Linked DNA regions of Rattus norvegicus: region 2 is linked to region 1. The links are chromatin contacts, called in public Hi-C maps. All regions are on one chromosome and are shown on one strand. The core of a region is the stretch at or near the end of the contact, and the rest is flanking DNA. Distances in the headings are between cores, read along the strand shown.

Evidence for each region. Hi-C and Micro-C count contacts between places; a contact is called where the count stands out from the background.
Region 2: a Hi-C map of liver shows a contact between it and region 1, with 5 times the contacts expected there. The contact joins the promoter of Znrf2 here to the enhancer-like site in region 1. A contact is called at or near these places in 9 of 12 Hi-C or Micro-C datasets (the A7r5 cell line, the Rat2 cell line, Schwann cells and 5 more) and 1 of 1 datasets of contacts at active chromatin or transcription factors (oligodendrocytes).

What each region holds. Positions count from the first base shown.
Region 1 is chr4:85,159,176-85,165,665 of GRCr8, forward strand. No RefSeq gene overlaps it. Among named protein-coding and RNA genes, the nearest start is that of Mturn, 25 kb to the left of the region's middle. Within about 2 kb of position 2,471, at least 6 of the 93 cell types and tissues checked have an H3K27ac peak or open chromatin away from gene starts, as enhancers often do. A contact at or near this core is called in liver, where this site is marked.
Region 2 is chr4:85,278,377-85,284,866 of GRCr8, forward strand. It overlaps Znrf2 (zinc and ring finger 2), which reads left to right and starts at 2,326. Exons shown (of 5, transcript NM_001108628.2): 1 at 2,326-3,008. The coding sequence starts at 2,528.

The DNA of each region.
Region 1 (6,490 bases), core at 1,221-3,720:
AAGTTTCACTCTTTGTTTAAAGATCCATATTCTCGCTCCGAATGAGGGGGTCTGTAAGCTTCAAAATGGCTTCGCAGCCCCAGCTTGAGGCTGTGTGTGCCTGATATCATCGGAAGTCCTTGGTACCGATTCCAGGTCCAGAGAAAAGCATTCTAAGGCTCTCTGGTCAAAGACCGGCTCCAGAAGGGCCATGTAGACAGATTTCTATCATGAGAGAACTCCCATTTCTATGACTTGATCACGGGCTCGGCTCCTTTACGTGCAGGGACAGATCTCAGCATTACTCATCTCTCGCCGCCACCGCTAATCTCTGAAATCATCTGGCGAGAGGAGGGTTCTGGCCTAGACAGGTCCCTGACAGTCTGTGTGGCACTACACACACACACACACACACACACACACACACACACACACACACCATTCTTTTGATTTCTCATGGGTAAGAGTAAGCCCAGTGACCTTGTTTCTGATTTCCCTTGGGGGAGGAGCATCAGCAGAACACCTGTACAGCCCTCTGTAGAGGAGGGAGTGCTACAAGGTCCCATAAAGCAACAATGGTGACCTGCATGGTCATGCTTTTCTCAGGATCCCTTTCCCAAGTGAAGATCCACAGCTGTATATTAGCTCAAATGCTTGGAGGTTTCCTCCTGCCTTGCCACACACCCCTTCTCCTTATAGTAGATTGCAGGATTCAAACTACAGCCAAGAGGGAAGGATAGTGTTCCTTGCTTAGGGATATAGTAACCACTCTGGTTTCCATAGTGAAGTCAGGCAGGTGGGGTGGGTACCACAATATCCCCCAGGGCGCGCTGCACACGCATGGGTGGATTCACAACACGGGAAAAACAACCCACACTCCAGTATTTGGAGACTCCCAGGGCTGGGTGTCTAGCCCAGTGTCCTGCTGAGTTAGTCAACCAAAAATTCCTCCGTTTGTCAGGCTCAGCCATCTGGCAGTTTGGAAGCAGGGTTGAAACGCTTCTAGAACCAGCTGACACTTTTCCTTTTGATACCATAAGTGGCACAAAGCCCCTCTGAATCTCTAACCCATCTTTCCCCTTTTTGGAATAGAAAACAGTGCCGCTTTAAAACCAAGAACCAAAAAAAAAACAAAACAAAACAAACAAACAAACAAAAAAAAAACCTGGGCAAGCTGTGATTTGCAGCCAAAAAAGAAATGTGAAAAGAACCTAACATTTTATTTTCTAGGGAAACAACCCCAAAGCGGATGTCGATGCCAAAGTGAAGTGGATCCTCTGGGATGCCTTTTAATTGGAAGCCTCTAGAGGTCAGCACAGTATAAACAAAGGGCTTCCTAATGCTGAGGCCATACATCCCTCGGGGAGCAACCAACCAGGGTGGGGCAAAAGGCAGTTGGCACTGAGGGCACAAGACATGAAACTGTGATTCTTCAGAGCAGCCTGCTAATCTCTGACTCCAGTTATTTTCTGCCCTGTCTTTTCTGGTCTATCCTTGCAGCTCCCACACCCAGGTAAGTATCGAACCGTCCAGTGAATGACAGAGGGACAGCTGGAGCAGCAGCTGGGTTATACGTTACACTGGGCAGACTCAGGTCAGGACTCTTTCTGCTGCCGGGTAGCACTCGAGATTTGCTATGATGGTGTCTACACGGAACTGCTGCTGTCAGTGGTCTTGGAGGAGAACCTATGTCAGGTCCTTAGAGCCGGCCGGAGAGACAGATGAGGAGGGGTCAGATGGGAATGGGTGACTGCAAACTGCTGCACACCAGGACTCCAAGCCTAAGGCGCAGAACTTTAGGCAGGGATGTGTCAGGTTCCACAGGACATGGCCCCAGTCCTAAAGGGGGGTCTGGAGTCCCCCCCAGAAGCTTCCACAGGAAGGGAAAGTATTAAAACATTTTTCCCCTTTTCTGTTGTCTGTTTAACCTACACCACAGTCAAATGTCACTGAATATGGATGGCCCTTTGGTAGGGACTGGAATGCACCCAGGACACAAACATGGAGAAAAGCTGTTGATGGAAATGTCAAACTATTCCCCAGATTCTCCCCCCAATATAACGTTTTAACACTTTAGCTTAGCAATCTGATTTGATTCATTAAATTTCAAAATGGTGGGGTTTTGGTCCCAATGAGTATAGGCTACATGGTATAGTTCCAGAATAGCCTAGTGAATTTCCAGTCCTTTTTCTCATGAATTAAACAGTGCTAAGTGAGTAAACTCTAGCTGTATCTGCCTATTACATACTAAACCATTTTTGTTTCTGTTAAGAGAGAGGGAGAGAGAGAGAGAGAGAGAGAGAGAGAGAGAGAGAGAGAGAGAGCGAGCACAGCCTGGCCTTGGACACTTGATCTGTGACAGCTGTTACAGCCTAGGTTCCTTTTAACTTTGTTCCTTTTCTCACTAGTTTTTGGATAGGTAGGTATGTCCGTCTGTCTGTCTGTCTGTCTACTGTTTTTTTCAAGATGAGGAAACAGAGGGCGCTTTTCATCAGCCTCTCAGGGCCTGAGCACGGAATGGAATGTTGACAGTGTTTCACCTCTGCCTTGCCCTTGACCAGATTAGCCTGCTGCTGGACACCAGAAAAATGAATAAAGTTTCCAATATCCAGACCCTGGCACAGACAAGCAAGCAGCTGTAAGGAAGGGCATTGAAGCTGGTGCTTAGACCCGGTCAAGGCTGAGAAAAGAGCCTGCTTGCCTTCCTCTCGATCTTCCTCATAGTCCTTCCCCAGGACATGCCAGTGCTTTAATGTGCCTTTGCTCTTGATGATGGACTTTAACTCTAAATCCCCTGAAAATCTGGGCAGCAGAGATCTAACCCCTCAGTCAGACAAAGTACAGAAGCAGGAAAAAAAAACCTCTGTCCTTGGTCAGGTTCAGTGGAATTTAGCACTCACCTGTCTGACCTCACGGAGTGACCAGCCTCACCCAGGTGTAGTCCAGCAGGTCTTCTAGCACCTTGCTTCCACAGTGACAGGAGCACACATTTGTCATTTTAAGCCTCATTCATAGGCAGTGGTTAGGACACCATTTCAAACCACCTTCTTGTCACCTGCATGCATGGCGGCATGAGAGGTTCAGTGCTGCTGATACCCAGAAAGACTGTTGAGCTCAAATCTGCTTTTCTTTCCTCTGGGGCCAAGGACTTCCTGTTTAATGGCTATGGAGAATGTGCTAAACCCCCAGCAATGTTAGTCTGGCTCCTGAGATGGTGCACAGAGAGCCATGGAGACAGGAATATTCTTAGTACCATAAAGAGGGCTGGGTTTCTTGAGGAGATTGTATCACAAAGTTGCAAAGAAAGATTTCTTCTCTAGTTTTGACTCTGAATTCCCACAGAAATTTGGTCTTTTAGATCTTAGTTTCCTCTACTCAGAAAGGTTAAAGGGACACTTAACTGGGACTGTAACAGATCCTAAAATCAGAAACGTGCTAGGCATGGTAGATATGCCTATAAATCTCCACTGCTTAGGGGGCTGAGGCAGGAGGATCGCAACTCAAGGCCACACTGGGCTCTACAATGAGTAATGAGTTCAGAACCAACTTGGACAACTTAGTGAAACCCTAAGTCAAAGATTGGTGTGTGTGTGTGTGTGTGTGTGTGTGTGTGTGTGTGTGTGTGTGCGCGCGCGCATATGTACATACACACACATGCACACCAGTATGTATGTAGCTCTGTGGGTATCAGTTGCCTAGCACACAGGAGGCCCTAAGCCCGGTACCTAGTACTGAATAGTTCTTAAAAAAGAAAAAACAGTCACAGAGAATCAACTTTAGCACAGGCCACCCATAAGAGTGAATTGAGTGCTTGCTGAAATCAGAACTGGAACCCTAGTGACTGGAAATGACAGGACATTCAGTGACCCTCCCCCTGGCTCTGCAACAACACTGGGACACAGTACTCACCTGATCAGGTACGTCCCTGGGAAAGTTAGCCTTGGGTCTAGCTTTCACACCAGAATCACCCTTTCTCCATCCCCTTTGCACCCACCTTGCCAGACGGAGACTTCAGACAATGGGCCTCATGGCTGGGGTTTCTCCATCAAACATTCAGGGAGAAATAGGCTGGCATGTAAGCTGAGTATATAACAGACGGTTTCTTGTCATTACTCCCTAAAGGATACAATATGTCAGCTGTATTATAGTATTTGTATGGTAGAAGGCATTATAAGTAGAGATGTTCTCAGACACATGGGAACAAGCTCACAGCTTCTATGCTAATAGGCACCTGAAGGTTTGCTATTTCCCAGGCATTCTGAACCACCCACCGCAAGTCCCAAGGGACAACTGTAATTCAAGGTCCATTGTTTTAGTGCAGACCAATACTTTCCAAAACATGTCTTTCCTATCTCTAAGTGCCCTTAGTTTTCACATTGTACTTGCACAAAGAAAAATTCCTATATGAAAATGACCTTTTTGTTCATTAGGATTTTTCCCTCCTGAGACATAGTTTCTCTTTGTAACCCTGACTACCCCAGAACTCACTTTGTAGACCAGGCTGACCTGAAACTCACAGAGATCTACCTGCCTCTGCCTCCCAGCCAGAGCGCTGGGATTAAAGGCAGTGTCACCATGCCAGGTGACTGAATAGCTGAGAAAAAGACAGAGGACATGGCACCAAGCCGGGCCCAGTTCCAGCTTCACTGCTCTCTGGAGCACTGGACAGGGTACGGGTACAGGGGGCTGCTCCTCCACAGGGGAGCGCAAGCATGCTCAGGACAGAGCTACACCCTCGAAGACTCACGTCCAGTTGCAGGCACAGACGAGAATGATTCCTCCACAGAGTGGGAGGAATCCCGTTCTGTCACATCATGAAATAGAAGACGGTGCCTGGGTACCAACTAGTGAGGGAACCGTTGTCTAAAGCTGAGCCTGAAAATGGGGAATAGCCATAGAGCAGTGTGCCTCAGTTTATCCTCCCTCAGCCCCAGAGGAAGCCAGCTCTAGCGGCAGCTGTGGAGAATGGCAGGAAGCGGACAAGCTGAGATATTCAGGCAGCAGGAGGCTTGCCTCAGACAGTAATGATGTGCACAGCCCTGGCCCCAGTGGTAGCCTAGAGTCTGATAGATCTAGTGTGTGATTAGTAGCCAGGGCTGTCTGCCTGTCGCAGCTATACAGCCAGAAATGTAAGTGCATCCCCCAGCAGGGTGAGCATTACTTAAGAGATCATGAAAACATGAAGACACATGCTCTGCCTGGACAGATCTCAGGATTGTGGTTGCTTACTGCGCTCTGAATACACTTAGGACACTCCCAGCTGAGCATCAGACACCCTTGCAGGCATGATTTGGGAAATCTTTTCAGTGAGAAAATTCACTCAGTCCACAGAGGCCCTGGTATTCAAAGAAGGGAAGCTATTCAAGTGAAGATAGCTCCAGTGGATGTCAGGCACCTGCCAATCCTGTCTCAACACCAGCACAAACTTGAGGAAAGATGAGTTCAAAAGTGCCCCCCCACCATGCATACAACTGGACATCTCCAAGATTTTAGACACAGAAAAGCTGCTTCTAGCTCTGCCTCCCCCATCCCTTCCTAGACACGCGCCCCTGGGAGTCTTCCTCCTTAACTTCCCCCCTTTTTCTTCTAACTATATGTCTAGCAGTATTTTTGGTTAATATGATGTTTCTCCCCTTTCATACTTGATATAATATTAAAGTCAATTTTATTTACTATTCGCATGTGGATGAGTGCAGGGACACATGTGTGAAGATCAGAGGGCAGCTTTCAGGAGTCTGTTTTCCTTCTACTTCCTTAACCAAAACCTCTCTTGTTTCTGCTACGCTGCATAATGCAGGCTAGCTGGCCCCCACGCTTCTGGGCGATTCTTCTGTGTCTTAGTTAGGCTTTCTCTTGCTGTGAAGAGACACCATGACCAAGGAAACTCTTTAAAAAACATTTAATTGGGGCTGGCTTATAGTTCAGAGTTTCAATCCATTATCACCATGGCGAGAATCAATGTGATGGGGCAGATAGGTGCTGGAGAAGAAGGAGCTGAAAGTTCTACATCTCAATCCTGGGCAGCAGGAAGAGACAGTGTTCCACTGACTCTGGATAGAGGTTTCTGAGACCTCAAACCTCTTCCCCTAGTGACTCTCTTCCTCCAACAAAGCCACACCTGAGAGAGGTGGGGGTGGGGGGAGAAGCTAAACCCCAAAGCCACAGGCATGATGAGCAGAGTAAAAATCAATAAAATTGATACTAAACTAAGAGTAAATAGAAACAATGGAACAAAAAGGTACTTCTTTGGAAAAGCAAATCGGATACAAAGTTCATAGGTTAAACTAACCAAAAGAAAGGAATGGCCCAAATGAGTAAAATTAGGGACTGAACCGGGAATTTACAACCAATTCCAGTGAAATGAGAGAATATATTTCCTAATAAGGAAATATTTGTTAAACTTCTATTTTAAACTAGATAAGAGATGGATTAAATCTTAGGCCATATCAACAAGATAAACTTAAACATCTTCATAAAAACAAGGAGGGTGTTACAGAAATGAAAAGTCTAC
Region 2 (6,490 bases), core at 1,076-3,575, 120 kb after region 1:
GGTCTAACCCCAGTTTGACCATACTACTCTGGTGTGTACTTACAATCTTCTCCTGATTGGCTTCCCATTAAAGACCCAATGGAGGTACCAGAGGAAGAACACTTTCTTAAGGAACATTAAGAACAAGTTTCTTACGTGTGAAGAACTGGTGGGGTGTGAGGAAGCTACAGATTGTAAGTGAAGTCCCAGCCACCTGGCAATGAAACACAGTCTTCAGGAGGGTCACTATCTGGAGAGAGGGGAGAAGGTTCAGAGAAGCAGACCAAGGAAAGAACAGAGAAGAGTCCCCTCTATACTACTGCTGTCAAAGAGTAGTAATGCAAGTGATGAGTGGCTGTCAAGGATCCTTTTAGGGCCAGACAGGTGGCTCAAGCAAGTAAAGGCACTAATCACCCAGAACCCACATGGTAGAAGGAAAGAACTCCTGCGAGTTGTCCTCTGACACCACACGAAGGCCACAGCATGATGTAGTCACATACATAGGTAACACAAATAAATATGTAAAAAACATTTTTTTTAAAAAAAGTAATTTTGATGTGACAGGAAAACATGAATGTACACATTCACTGAAAAGCTGCTATACTGCCATAGACTGTTGGATGTCTAATGAGTACCATGACTATGAGGCCATTGTCACATAGCACTGTCTTCAGCTCTGGGAATGGGGTGACTGGTAACATGTGCAGGGAAAAGACATTAACCACATGATGTAATACAAGATATTTTATATAAAAGCTCAGAGTAGTTATATATCATGTGCTATGTATATATAAAAACATATATATGTAAAACTACATTTCTTCTTTTTCTCCTCCTCCTCCTTCTCCTCCTCCTACTCTTCTTCCTGCTTCCTCTTTTTCTTCTCTTCTTCCTCTCTCCCTTTTCTCCTTATTGGGGCTGCTTTTTTATTTATTTATTTATTTATTTATTTATTTATTTATTTATTTATTTATTTATTTTTGGTGTTTCTTAGCTGATTTTGAATTAAGGTTCAAGTGGTCCTTGTGATTCAGTCTCTCCAGAAGCTGAGAACTACTACAGGAAGCCTGTTCATAAGGCCTCATTTCTCCTAATTAAAAAACCTAACTTGTGGCTGAAGCGGATGGCTCGGCAGTTAAGAACACCTGCTGCTCTTGCAAAGGAACTGGGTTTGATTCCTAGCACACCCAGGTGACATTTAATCATAACTACAGTTCCAAGGGATTTAATACCTTCTTTTGATCTTCGATCTCCCCAGGCACACGTGGGGAACTTACATGCAGGCAAAACATTTACACACTTACACACACACACACACACACACACACACACACACACACACACACACACCCTCCATTCCCTTATCTTTTGAAAGAATGTCTAAAATCACTACATAAATGACTCACCGCAAATACAAAAGGGAAAAACTGTGACAATGCATTTCTGCAGTTTGTACAAACACACTTGCACATAGACAATGCTACCAGCACCCTCCAAATGGGAGGGTCAGAGCCTGCTAGTCCAAGCACCATATACACGAAGGTGGTTAGAATTCCATTTAGAAAAACCACAAGATTTTAAAGCAGCTATTGCTCTGCAGATTTAATCCAAACATTCTGGGCAATGACGCTAAAGTCCAAAAAGGTAAAGTAATTTAGGTCTGCATAATTTGGTTTGGTGTTGGGCCTGAAGGCTGGGTCTCAGGCAGAAGTCTCTGCACCTGAGTTTTTGCTCTACCCTTGAAGGTCAAGCGGGATTATCATTCATTCTTCCAATTTTGTGCTCTTCTTTTCCCCCAGGATAATTCTAAGTTGGCTTCAGCTTTCCTGTGCTCTGGTATTGTTTTTTGTTTGCTTTAAATCGTCTTCATTGCTGAGATTGTGGGGTTTTTTTGTTTGTTTGTTTGCTTGCCTAACCAGTGTAAACAATACCAACGAAGGTCATATCTACCCACCCAAAAGCTCCAGTCACAGGGAACAGCCACGAACGCTCCAGCCAGGAAAAGGTGCACTTGCTTTTCTCTAGCGTCCACAGGCCACGTGCGGGAGGAGGGGCCGCCTTCTGATTGGTGGCCGGAGTCTCGCCTAGGGGGCGGAGCCACCTGTCTGTCCATCACCACATACTGGGCGGGGCCTGGGCGGGCAGGCCTGGTTGTAGGGCAGAGTCAGGACAGCGGGACCCAATCTCTGCGCTTTGCCTCTACTCGGCCACCGCTCCTCCAGTGCCGACCGCGAGGCGACGGTTGCCGGGGCACGCGCCGCCCGTTCCTCTTTCCCGTTGCGAGCGGCTGGCGCGCAGGGAGGCGGCCCCCAATCCGGCCGGGCGCCTCCCACTTTCCGAGCCGCCGGGGAGCCGGAGGATGGCGGCGGTGGCAGCGGCCGCCCGGGAGGAGGCGGTGCGGAGGCCGCGGAGCGCGGTAGCAAGCGGTAGCGGCCCGTCGCGGCGGCCCGGCAGCGACCGCGTCCGTACGGCTACCTGAGCACCAGCCGCGAGCTGTGTCCTGCCTCGCTCGCTCGTTCGCTCGCTCGCGGCCCGGGGCGGCGCGGACATGGGCGCCAAGCAGAGCGGCCCCGCCGCCAACGGCCGCACCCGCGCCTACTCGGGCTCGGACCTGCCCTCCGGGACCAGCGGCGGCGGCGGGGCGGACGGCGCTCGGGCGGCTCGGTTCGCGGCCCCTGTCCCCGGCGCGCAGCAGCCCAGCGCCTCGGCCAGCACGGCGGCGGCTGCTGCTGCTGCGGCGGCGGCAGCGGCAGCAGCGGCGGCCTCGGCCCCGGCAGCGCCCCGTAGCCGCTCGCTCGGTGGGGCGGTGGGCAGCGCGGCGAGCGGCCGCGCGGCACAGTCGGCCTTCAGCATTCCCAGCAGTGGCGGCGGCAGCGGTGGCCCGTACGGCTCACAGGACTCGGTGCACAGCAGCCCAGAGGACGGTGTCGGCTCTAGGGACCGGGACCGGCCAGCGGGCGGGGGCCCTGGCGGGCCGCGTCTGGTGATCGGCTCGCTCCCGGCCCACCTCTCCCCGCACTTGTTTGGAGGTACGGCCCCCTGCCCTGGCAGCCGCTCCCCAGCTGGGGAAGCGCACCCCGTACCCCCCCGCCCCTTGCAACGCGGTGAATGGAGCAAGTATTGTTTTAAAACAAACTGACGAAACAACCTCGTGGTTGTAGCTTTTAGTACCAGGAAGTCAGGGGAGATCAGTGGCTGAGTGCAGTTCTGCCCTGGAGCTGAAGGGCGAGCAATTTTAAAGGCCCAAAGCCAGAAGGGACTCACTTGGATGTTTGAGTGAAAAAAGGAAGTTATCTCTCCGTTGGATCGACTCCTAACAAAACTGCGATCCTTGCGTCTCTGTAAATAGCCCTACCTACTTAACTGGATACTTGTTTTCTGGGTGTATGTGTTAATGCAAAGTGTTGCTTCATCCCCAGGAAACTGCTACTTTTACAGTTGTGGCTAATGTCACTGCTGCTTTGAAGCAGATTGTGGAAAAGTTCAAGAACAGTTATTTAAAGAGATAATCTTTATAGTGATCACAGCTCTACCTACAGAGGCAGTAATTGGACTAGGTCCTGCGAAGAGTGGTGTTGACTAGAATTAAGGGACAATTTAGAGGTCAGTGATGTGCTTTTATGTTTGAAACTGGAGAAAGGGTGCAGTTGATCGTGAAAATGTGAACTCCGCCGCACATTGCCACCTCCTTTTGTTATGTGTCTGGTATTATACATTCATACTTAAAGCACAGAATGATGTAAACATCATCCCTTCGTTTTTTTTTTTTTTTTTTTTTTTGGTTCTTTTTTTTTTTTTCGGAGCTGGGGACCGAACCCAGCGCCTTGCGCTTCCTAGGTAAGCGCTCTACCACTGAGCTAAATCCCCAGCCCCCATCCCTTCGATTTTTAAGACCGTTTTATTTCATGTGTTTGAAAACTCTAAGAAATTGATTAAGCAGAGTCTTTACTGATTTGTGTACTAAAGCAATCAGAATCTAGTGTTAGTTCGTGAGAATGTGATGTTTAGTTTCTACCATCTTAGATAGTGATATTTTGCACGATTGGTACGAAAGTACTTAGCTTTTAGCCACATTATTTTTGAGGTGGCTTTGTTTGTTTTATTTGTGAGGTTCTGGGACTCTTAAGTTACTGAGCTTGTACGGCAAGCTCTTTACCACTAAGCCTAACACCTAGTCCGGCACTCAAATAACTTACTTTATGGTAAGTGTTGCAGTGTCAATAATTACAGCAATGTTTTGAAGGGTGAAGCATCTTTTTTAAAAAAAAATACTGTTTTTGAGAAAAAGAATATGTCCTTACTGTGATTTGAGGATCTGTAGTTTCCTAAGAATTGTAGAGTACATATGAACCAGAAAAGGGACTACGAAGAGTATTTTGAAGTTAATATTTTATGTACTGAATACTACTTTTATTCAGTTTTTCTCAGGACTGACAATTCTCTTTGATAAGAGTCATCAGTATGTAGGTTTTTATTTTGTTAAAGTAACTGTTTGGAGCAGGGCAGCTAACTGGCCTTCCTGATCTATTTGCCAAGCCTTGGAATGCAAGTTCGTTCGTTTGTTCTTTTTTTTTTTTTTTTTTTTTGTTTGTTTGTTTAAGCCAATTCTTAGATTTGCTTACCTAGCAGGTAGTTCTTTAGGAGTCTTGTGTTAGGAAGATAGGTTTGGTAGCAAGATAGTGACACTGCGGGTGGGGGAGCTTTGCTCCTCCAATTCTCTGCTGAGGTTGAGTTTTAAAGTCGTCAGTTGTGTGGAATGGTTTCACCTTTTTCCTCCAGTTATTAGGAACTATTATAGACTTATATCATTTAAGAAAAATAATCACTCGTTTGTGTGAGAAAGTTCGGTTGACAAAGGCCTGAAGGGGATCAGACATGACCTTGCTTGAGAAGGGGTCAAAATAGTGGTGACCTGAAATACTTGTTGATGCAAACAGTGAAAGCTATCCTTAGTGGCTTTTCTTAATGAGGCTTGTATGTGTATGTCAGTGGGTGGGGTCATGAGAAAAACTCATCGGAGCATGTTTCTAATCATTCCAAGATGGAGGGAGTTAGATGTGCTGCTGTCTTCAGTCATTAGACTTGATTCTTTACATTAACTTCATTTTATTATGTTTTATACCAGTACATTTATTGTTACAGTTAAAGGTTTAGAGTATGCAGTGTTTATTGAGTTATGAATCGTTAGGGCATACCTAATGGACTCCAACTGAAAAATTGAGAGAAAGGATATTTCTAAGTTAAGGGAACACACTTATTGTAACTGTATAAAGCATCAATGTGTGTGTTGTTTCTTAACCAGAAAGTATGCTACAGAACACCCCAGAGTACAGGTCTGTGTGGATGCTTACTGCTATGTGTTGAAAGAGAGGACCTAAACCGCCCCTCTTCAAACGCTCTACTCTTAGGAGTATAGCCAGTAGATTGGAAGCTTCTCTATCGCAATGAGTTGCCAAATAGAGTGAGGTTTTTGTGATGATTGTTGCCATTCGCGCTCTTTGCTGTGTGTTTTGGCCAGACATTTCAGCTCGTAGGCATTGAGTTCTCGTGGAGATTAGGATATAGTTAGAATCTGTGTGGAGTTTTTAGAGGAAGCAGGGGCTGGCTTGTTTTCATTTACTTTAACCTAGACTGGTGAGGTGAATACCTTATGTAGAGGGAACACAGGTCCTCTCTCTCGATACTGATAACCGTCTGGTCCCAGATTGGTCTCTAAGAGCATCCTTGACATTTGAAAGCCTTGATATCTTAAAGAGGATTTGCGTGACTTTATTTTATGCCTAGATTTTCCCACTACATTGCTGATGTTCATGAAAGCTGTTAATAGGAATGCTAAAATGGTCTTTTCTGATGTAGCTGTCAGAGGAGTGAATTAGACAGTTAAAATACCCCAAATGAGTGGAGATTATTTGTAGAGAAGTCCTGTGGACTTCAGTAATGTTTCTGTGTGGTAGTGAGATGGTAAAATGAATTACTTGAAGACACTGAACCAGCAGTTCCTTGCTTGCTTTTGGCTGCTTAATTGTCATGAGCTTATCTGGGTGTGGCTTGCCTGTGAGTAGTTCAGCAGCCTGTAATTCAGGTGTCTCCTGTTCGTTACATTGAAAAAAACTGAGCCATCATTTAAAATTGAGTGTGTTAAATAAGACCTGTGTTCCTAGGAAGATTTATATAATTAATTTCCAGCACAAATGTGGTTTTATGGAGTTGTTCTCAGTCATTACTTACAATAGATACCGAAATATTTGAATTTGAGAGATGGTAGTTAATGTGCTCTTCATTCTTGGATTTTCCTCTTATACAGTTTTTCTTGGGGGGGGGGTGGCAGAAATTGCTTGCTTGTGTGAAGGGGAAGTCATGCTGGTAACAACCACTTCTGCTGTCCCTGCCAAAGGACCTAGATGGTTAATATTTCTCACTTGTACACTCTATCTTTGAGGACCACAGGTGATATCCTATGTTGCTTGCTGAAGTATGGCTTCTGTCCTGCTTTAAAAATTGTTTGGAAGTA